Linked DNA regions of Pan troglodytes: region 2 is linked to region 1. The links are chromatin contacts, called in public HiChIP or PLAC-seq maps. All regions are on one chromosome and are shown on one strand. The core of a region is the stretch at or near the end of the contact, and the rest is flanking DNA. Distances in the headings are between cores, read along the strand shown. Region 1 holds the start of AZIN2 (antizyme inhibitor 2). Region 2 holds the start of FNDC5 (fibronectin type III domain containing 5).

Region 1 (3,248 bases), core at 372-2,871:
AAATACAAAAATCAGCAAGGCATGGTAGCATGCACCTGTAGTCCCAGCTACTTGGGAGGCCGAGGTTGGAGGATCACTTGAGCCTGGGAGGTGGAGGTTGCAGTGAGCTGAGGTCATGTCACTGCACTCCAGCCTGGGTGACAGAGCCAGATCTTGTCTCAAAAGAGAAAAAAAAAAAAAAAAAGCCCACAGCCTAGCAGGAGACATGAAGACATATGGTAGACCAAAAGCCCTTTGGCTTCATTGATTTGAAATGCTGCCTCCATTGTGTACCAATCTCCAATGTATATGGGACTGTTGTAGACTCTGTTCTGTTTTACCACTGTCTCTTCCTGCTCCAGCACCATACTGTTTTAAAGACTGTAGTTTTGGCCGGGCACGGTGGCTCACGCCTATAATCCCAGCACTTTGGGAGGCCGAGGCGGGTAGATTACTGGAGGTCAGGAGTTCAAGACCACCCTGGCCAATATGGTGAAACCCCATCTCTACTGAAAATACAAAATTAGCTGTGTGTGGTGGCATGCGCCTATAATCCCAGTTACTTGGGAGGCTGAGGCAGGAGAATCGCTTGAACCCAGGAGGCAGAGGTTGCAGTGAGCTGAGATCGTGCCATTGCACTCCAGCCTGCGCAAAAAGAGTGTCTTGACTGTTCTTGTACACTTACTTTTCCAGATGAACTTTTGAATCAGCTTTTGAGTAACACAGCTATTGAATCTTCCTCAGCATTCTTGTCTATGCCAGGCACCAGGCTCTTGAGCAGGGTATTCAGTCCTTGCCCTTGGGAAATCACAAACTAGATGCAAAGTGTAACCAAACAAGAAGTGTAAAATAACAACAGGAATCTCACGCTATGGGTAACAAGAACCAAATGAGTGAGGGGTCCAGACAGACTAAATGCTGTGTTCCTTGGGGGGAGGCAAGTCATGGAAGGTTCAACAGAGGTGACATTATACAGGACTTTGATGGGTGAGCAGCAGCTTTCGGTATAGAAGAAATGCTTTGAGTTGAGGAAGTCCGGGAAAGCTTCTTGGAGAAGGAGACACATTTCTACTGAGAGATGAGTAAGAGTTTGCCGGGTTCAGAGGATGGGATAAAGGGAGGGATTGCCCTGAACTGGGAAAGTCACAAAAAGGTTCTCTGAAGACATTTTAGATGCGTTTTGAGTTGGAGTCGGGGAAGATGCCTGGAAGAGGCAATTAAATAAAAAGAATTTTATTACAAAAGTAATACAAGGACATGTCATTGGAACTGGGTTTCGAGAGATGAGTGAGCAGTTCCTGACGCAGACAAGAGCTGGACCACGAAGTAAGTTGAGGCAGAGGCAGAAAAGGCTTCCTGGTCCTGCCCACTCTCTAAGACTAAGATGCAGGGTCTAAGTGTCTCACCCGCGTGGCGGCGGCCCTGTAGTTCTGATTTCCAGCGTGAGGTAGCCACCGCCAAGCCTCCGGGGGAGAAGACTGCGGTAAGGGCGAGCAGAGCTGAGTACTTTATGTCGGAATCGACCAATGGGATGGCGGCACCCGGTTGCCAGGGCTACGGCCAAGCGGAGGCAGGGCCTCGGCACTATGGGCGGGGCCTGGGCGGGGTTATATAAGCCAGCGGCGGGCGGAAGGCGGGGCGAGGGGTCGGTGGCTGCTGGGCTGGCGGGGCGCGGGCCGCGGGACCCGAGCCCGGGGGAGCGAGAGAGCGGAGGCGCCGAGGATCCGATTCATTCGCTGGGGAGACCTATGGGCCGAAGCCGTGTAAATGCGTTTTAAGGCGAGTGCGGAAAGTGGCCTGGGGAGCCTCGGGGAGCGGACGCCCTCCGCCCTGGTGCTGACCTGCCCCCCTGCCCCTTCTGCCTCCTGTCAGCAGGGGCCTCGGCTCCGCAACTGCCACTCCTCCTCGGGGTGTTGCACAAGTTTCGAGGTCACCGGCGACCCCCCCTAGCAGCGCTCCTGGCTCTGGCCCCCGCGAAGGAGGACGGAGTTTGGTAAGGGGCCCTGGGGGTTGGGGGGACCTCAGCCCTGCACTTTGTAGGAGTCACTCGGACAGAAAAAACCTCGGCCTTCCGTTCTCTCCCAGGAGCTTGCGGCCCCCACCCACCGCGTGGCGTCCCCAGGCACGCCTAGAATTGTAGCATCTCAGGATCAGTCCAGCCCCCATTTACAATTGGGGAAACTGCGGCTCCGAAAGGGTCAGAGGGTACCCGAGGTCAAGCAGTAGAGAGCGGACTCGAACTTAAGCTCTTGCTCTTAGGCTGAGACGCCTTGGTGTGGCCACTGGCTACCCTCTAGGTGGGCGTGGTCAAGACTGGGGGCGCCCTGGAAACTTCCCCACCCAAGTTTCTCAGATTTTCTGTTCCATCTCTCTCTCACTCTTTCCTGAAATCCAGAATTTCAGAACTGGGAAGGCTCTCCAAAACAATTCATCCATTTTACAGAGGGAGTAACTGACTCGGAGAGGCAGTGACATTTGGGCATACGGTGCCTTGTCTCCGTCTGAAATCCGGGATTCTTGACTTTCTCCACCCTTGCCCAGTGAACCCCGGGCTTGTGCTGGGGGCGGGTTGTGACGGGATTGGGATCCCTGGCCTCGGGAGGCGAGTGGGGCAGCAGAGCCGGCCCCCCAGCGGTTCCCTTCATCTCCCCCCGCCCCGCAGTGTGTTGCATACTTTCTAAGGCGGCGGCTGCAGCAGCGGCTCCATCCAGCCCGTCAGCTCCTCCTGCAAGGCATGGCTGGCTACCTGAGTGAATCGGACTTTGTGATGGTGGAGGAGGGCTTCAGTACCCGAGACCTGCTGAAGGAACTCACTCTGGGGGCCTCACAGGCCACCACGGTGAGGGGCTGGGAATGGGGGTGGGTCCCCGGTCCCCTGTACAGATCAGCTGCCTCCTCAGGAAGGGTCCCTAGGGCCCTCATCTTATCCTTTCGCTTATTTGGTATGCAATCCTTGCTATTTGCAAGAGAGGGGCTCAATTTATCCCCAATTCTTGGTCCTTGCCCCCAAACCTGCCCCTCCTATGTTGCCTTTTTACCCAGCCCTCCAAGGTCAGAAACGGGGGATTCCTTTCCTGCTGCCCCCTCTCCCTCACCGCCCACATCTAGGCATTACCAAGCTCTGTGAATTCTGCCTTCTTAAATAAGCCTCCAGTGTGCTTATGTGGAACCTCGCTTTCTAGTTCAGTCTTCCTCTCTCCAAAGGCCCCCTGATCTCCCGGTCTCATGCCACCCCCTCCAAAGGTATCATAGTCCTGTTCAAAATCTGA
Region 2 (3,248 bases), core at 416-2,915, 200 kb before region 1:
CAAGGCTCAAAGTGATGGGCCTGGGCCGGGGCCCTATCTAAGGGATGGGTGGTTAGAGTTGTGGAGAGAGTTATGTAGGGGACATAGGTGGACAGAAACTGAAGGTTAGCTGATGAAAAGCAGACAAAAGGACTCCCCAGTCCAGTGCTCTTTTGACAATACTGTCCTGTCCAATGAGTGACCTTGAACGAAGGAGAAAGACCCAGAGATCGAGAAGTGTCAGGCTGGGGTGAGCCCTGGACTGGGAGTGAGGAGAACAGAAGTATCCTCAGAGCTGTGATGGCCCAGGCAGAATAAAGCCTGGGGAAGAGTCTGTGTGAGCCTCTTATCCATGCTCTTCCAGCCCCAAGATGCAGGTGGGGAGGTGGCAAGGGAAGATGGGGTCACTCAGAGCAGGGCCCCTCCATGGCGAGTGGAGAGGAGAGAACAGGTAGGGGAAGAGGATGAATGAGGAATCACTCCAGAAGAGACAGGAGGGAAGTGGGGGTGAGAGTGATAGGGATAGTGGGGGGTCAGTGAGGAAAACCGTCCAGGAGAGGGGCAGTGCAGTCACATAAGGCTCAGTATCTTCCAAGGGGCAGGTGCGGCACGGGGCAGAGCTGGGCCTGAGCAGCACCCCTCACCCCACAGAGAGTGAACTTGAGACCCAGGGGGCTGGGCCTGGGACCTGAGGGAGACAGAGCCAGACACGGAGGGGGAGGTGGAGAGACAGGACACAGACAGGTGGTGGCAGACACAGAACCAGAGGACAGAGAAGTGGGGCATCTGAGAAAGACAGCTGCGAGAGAGCGCTCCCCGAGCCACGGAGGGAGAGATGAGCCGGGCAGCGGCAGCCAGGAGGGACAAAGACAGAGTGGCAGGAGAGGCTGGGCAAGGTCGGGCCGGCCCCATGGGGCAGGCCAGACACTGCACCAGATCAGGGGTGCCGGGGCCCACCCCACGCCCTGCGCCCTCAGGTGCCAGCCCCCATCCCCTTCACACGTGCTCCTGTACAGCGGGACCCCATCTGCCCCTGCAGAGTTGGCTTGCAGGGCTTTGAGAGGTCCTGGGGACACGGAGAGAGGCCCAGATGGGGGACCTGGTGTCCTCAGCTGCTCCCTGGGTCAAAGAAGGGAGCTAGGGAAGCTGAGGCAAAGACCTGGGGTTAGGGGAATGGGATTAGGGGACTGGGGACCACAAGACCCTAGGAAACCCAGGGCTGAGGTGACAGGGGAGATTTGGAAACTGAAGGACAGGTCTGGGGGTCAAGGAGGTAGGGAAGACGCTGGGGGCTGGGTTAGGGGAGCAGTGTTTGGGCCGAGACAGGAGTCCCTAGGGGGCAGAGAAAGGACCAGGGGACTCCCAGGTAGCTGGGCTCGAGAGGAGCCTGCCCCGGCACCGGCCCCCCGCCCCGGGCCCCCTTACCCGCCTGCACCAGCGCGAAGCAGACGCAGCCCAGCCACAGGCGGAGCGCGGCGCGGGCGCGGGGCGGCCAGGCGCTCGGCGACCCAGGGTGCATGGTGGCTCCTCCGGCCGGCAGGCCCGGGGCGGCGCAGGGGGACGCGGCTCCGGCGCCCGGCGGCCGCTCGCGCTCGCGCTCCGGCCCCCGGCCCGGCCGGCCCGGCCGCCCCGGCCGCCCTGCGCCGCCCCGAGCCGCCTGCATGTCGGCTCCGCGGACAGCGACTCCCGCGCGGCGGCGGTGGCGGCGGCCGCGTCCACGTCGGGCGCCCGGGGGGCGGGGCGCCCCCGCTGCGGGGAGAGGTGCAGGGGCGGGGTGAGGACCGGAGGGCGCCCCCACTCCCGCCCCCGCTGCCTATTAGGTCCTCTGCCGGGGAGGAAGGGGCTTCGCGGACCCACGGCTCCCGCCCTCTCACCGAGCGGGAGCCCGGCGGGGTTCTCCGCGCCCCCGCCGCGGTCACTCTCTCTCCCGTGCACAGCCCTGACTTGGCTGCCGCTTTCTGCCCTTTCCCAGGGTAGAGAGAGGACAAGTGCCACCGAGATGCCCGTTTGTGCCCCCACCCCTAAGCGCGCCTCCCTTCCCTGGGCCTAGGGATCCCCTCACTCCACGGTAGACCCGAGGCCTTGCGGCTGGGGCAGACGGGAGCAGAGGGAGAGATCACAGTAAGGCTGGGGAGAGCTGGAGAGAGTGCTAAGTGGACACCAGGGCTCCGTGTTTCCAGTGGGGTTGGGAAGAGGCTGCTCTGACTCACTGGAGAGTCCAGCTCTGTGACCCCAGGCCAGTCCTTTTCCTTCATTTTCATCCCCATAGTGAGGGCAGTAATGAGCGTCTACCAGGGGCCAGATACTATGCTGAGCTTTCTTTGCATTATGTGGCTTAATTCTCAGGGCAACCCTGTAAAGTCATACTCTGCACACTTTGCACAGGAGGAACCTGCAGCTTGGACAGGCTACTTGACTTGTCCAGGGACCCGCAGCAGAGCCAGGACTTGAGCACAGGCTGATCTGACTCCCAAAGCTGTGCTTAACTGAACTGTCTCCCCACCCAGAGTGACTTCACCCATCCGGAGATTCCTGAGACTCTAGAATTGGCCGGGGCCAGCTCCTCCCCAGCCAGAAAACAGTCTGCAGCAATCTAAGAGCATCTCTGAGAGGGGGAGTGGCTCCAGCCCCCTACTCTCATCTCAGCCAGAAAAACAAGGTGGAGGAGAGAGGCATGGACCAGGGCTCAGGGCCTTTTGTCTCAGCAAGAACCCCTGAGCCCCCTCCCACGACTATCCGAAATTCCACTACTAGCGGGGCATTCCTTTGGGTCTTAAAGGTTTTCCAGAAGCCCTGGAAGGGCTAATTTTCTTTGGAAAGGAGACGTCTTGCAAAGTTCCGCCACAGAAACGTCTTCAGGGTCTTCCTCTCCATCCCCCTGGTTTTACATTAAGGAAGTGAGGTCTACCGATGGGAAGAACTTGGTGCAGATTCACACAGTGGGTCAAGAGGAGCGATAGACAACCCTCCTCTCCTAATGCCCACCCAGGACTCCTTCGCTGGCCCTGTGTTCCTCCTTGGTCACCTTGGAAGGGGTGAGATGGAAGCGAGCTTAGGGGCTCTTGTTGAGCAGCAGAATTTTCCTGCCCATCCCCTCAGTGCCCCCAGACCTGCCCCACTCGGCAGGGTGACACTGCCCAGCCCTATCATTTCCCCAGCCACATACCTTGTCCTGGGAGAGCCTCAGCTGGGACCTCGACCCGTTTGGGAGAAGAGCCCCGGAGCCAGAGCACCTCTCTCTTTCTTTTCTCTTTGCTCTCTTTCTCTCC

The links. HiChIP or PLAC-seq counts read pairs in DNA pulled down with a chosen protein or histone mark.
Region 2: a contact with region 1 is called in an H3K4me3 HiChIP or PLAC-seq map of stem cell-derived excitatory neurons, with 3 times the contacts expected there. The contact joins the promoter of FNDC5 here to the promoter of AZIN2 in region 1. A contact is called at or near these places in 1 of 7 Hi-C or Micro-C datasets (stem cell-derived neural progenitor cells) and 1 of 1 datasets of contacts at active chromatin or transcription factors (stem cell-derived excitatory neurons).

The regions. Positions count from the first base shown.
Region 1 is chr1:197,893,107-197,896,354 of NHGRI_mPanTro3-v2.0_pri, reverse strand. AZIN2 (antizyme inhibitor 2) reads left to right here and starts at 1,621. Exons shown (of 9, transcript XM_016958601.3): 1 at 1,621-1,758; 2 at 1,852-1,972.
Region 2 is chr1:198,097,244-198,100,491 of NHGRI_mPanTro3-v2.0_pri, reverse strand. FNDC5 (fibronectin type III domain containing 5) reads right to left here and starts at 1,665. Exons shown (of 6, transcript XM_009453148.3): 1 at 1,405-1,665. The coding sequence starts at 1,642.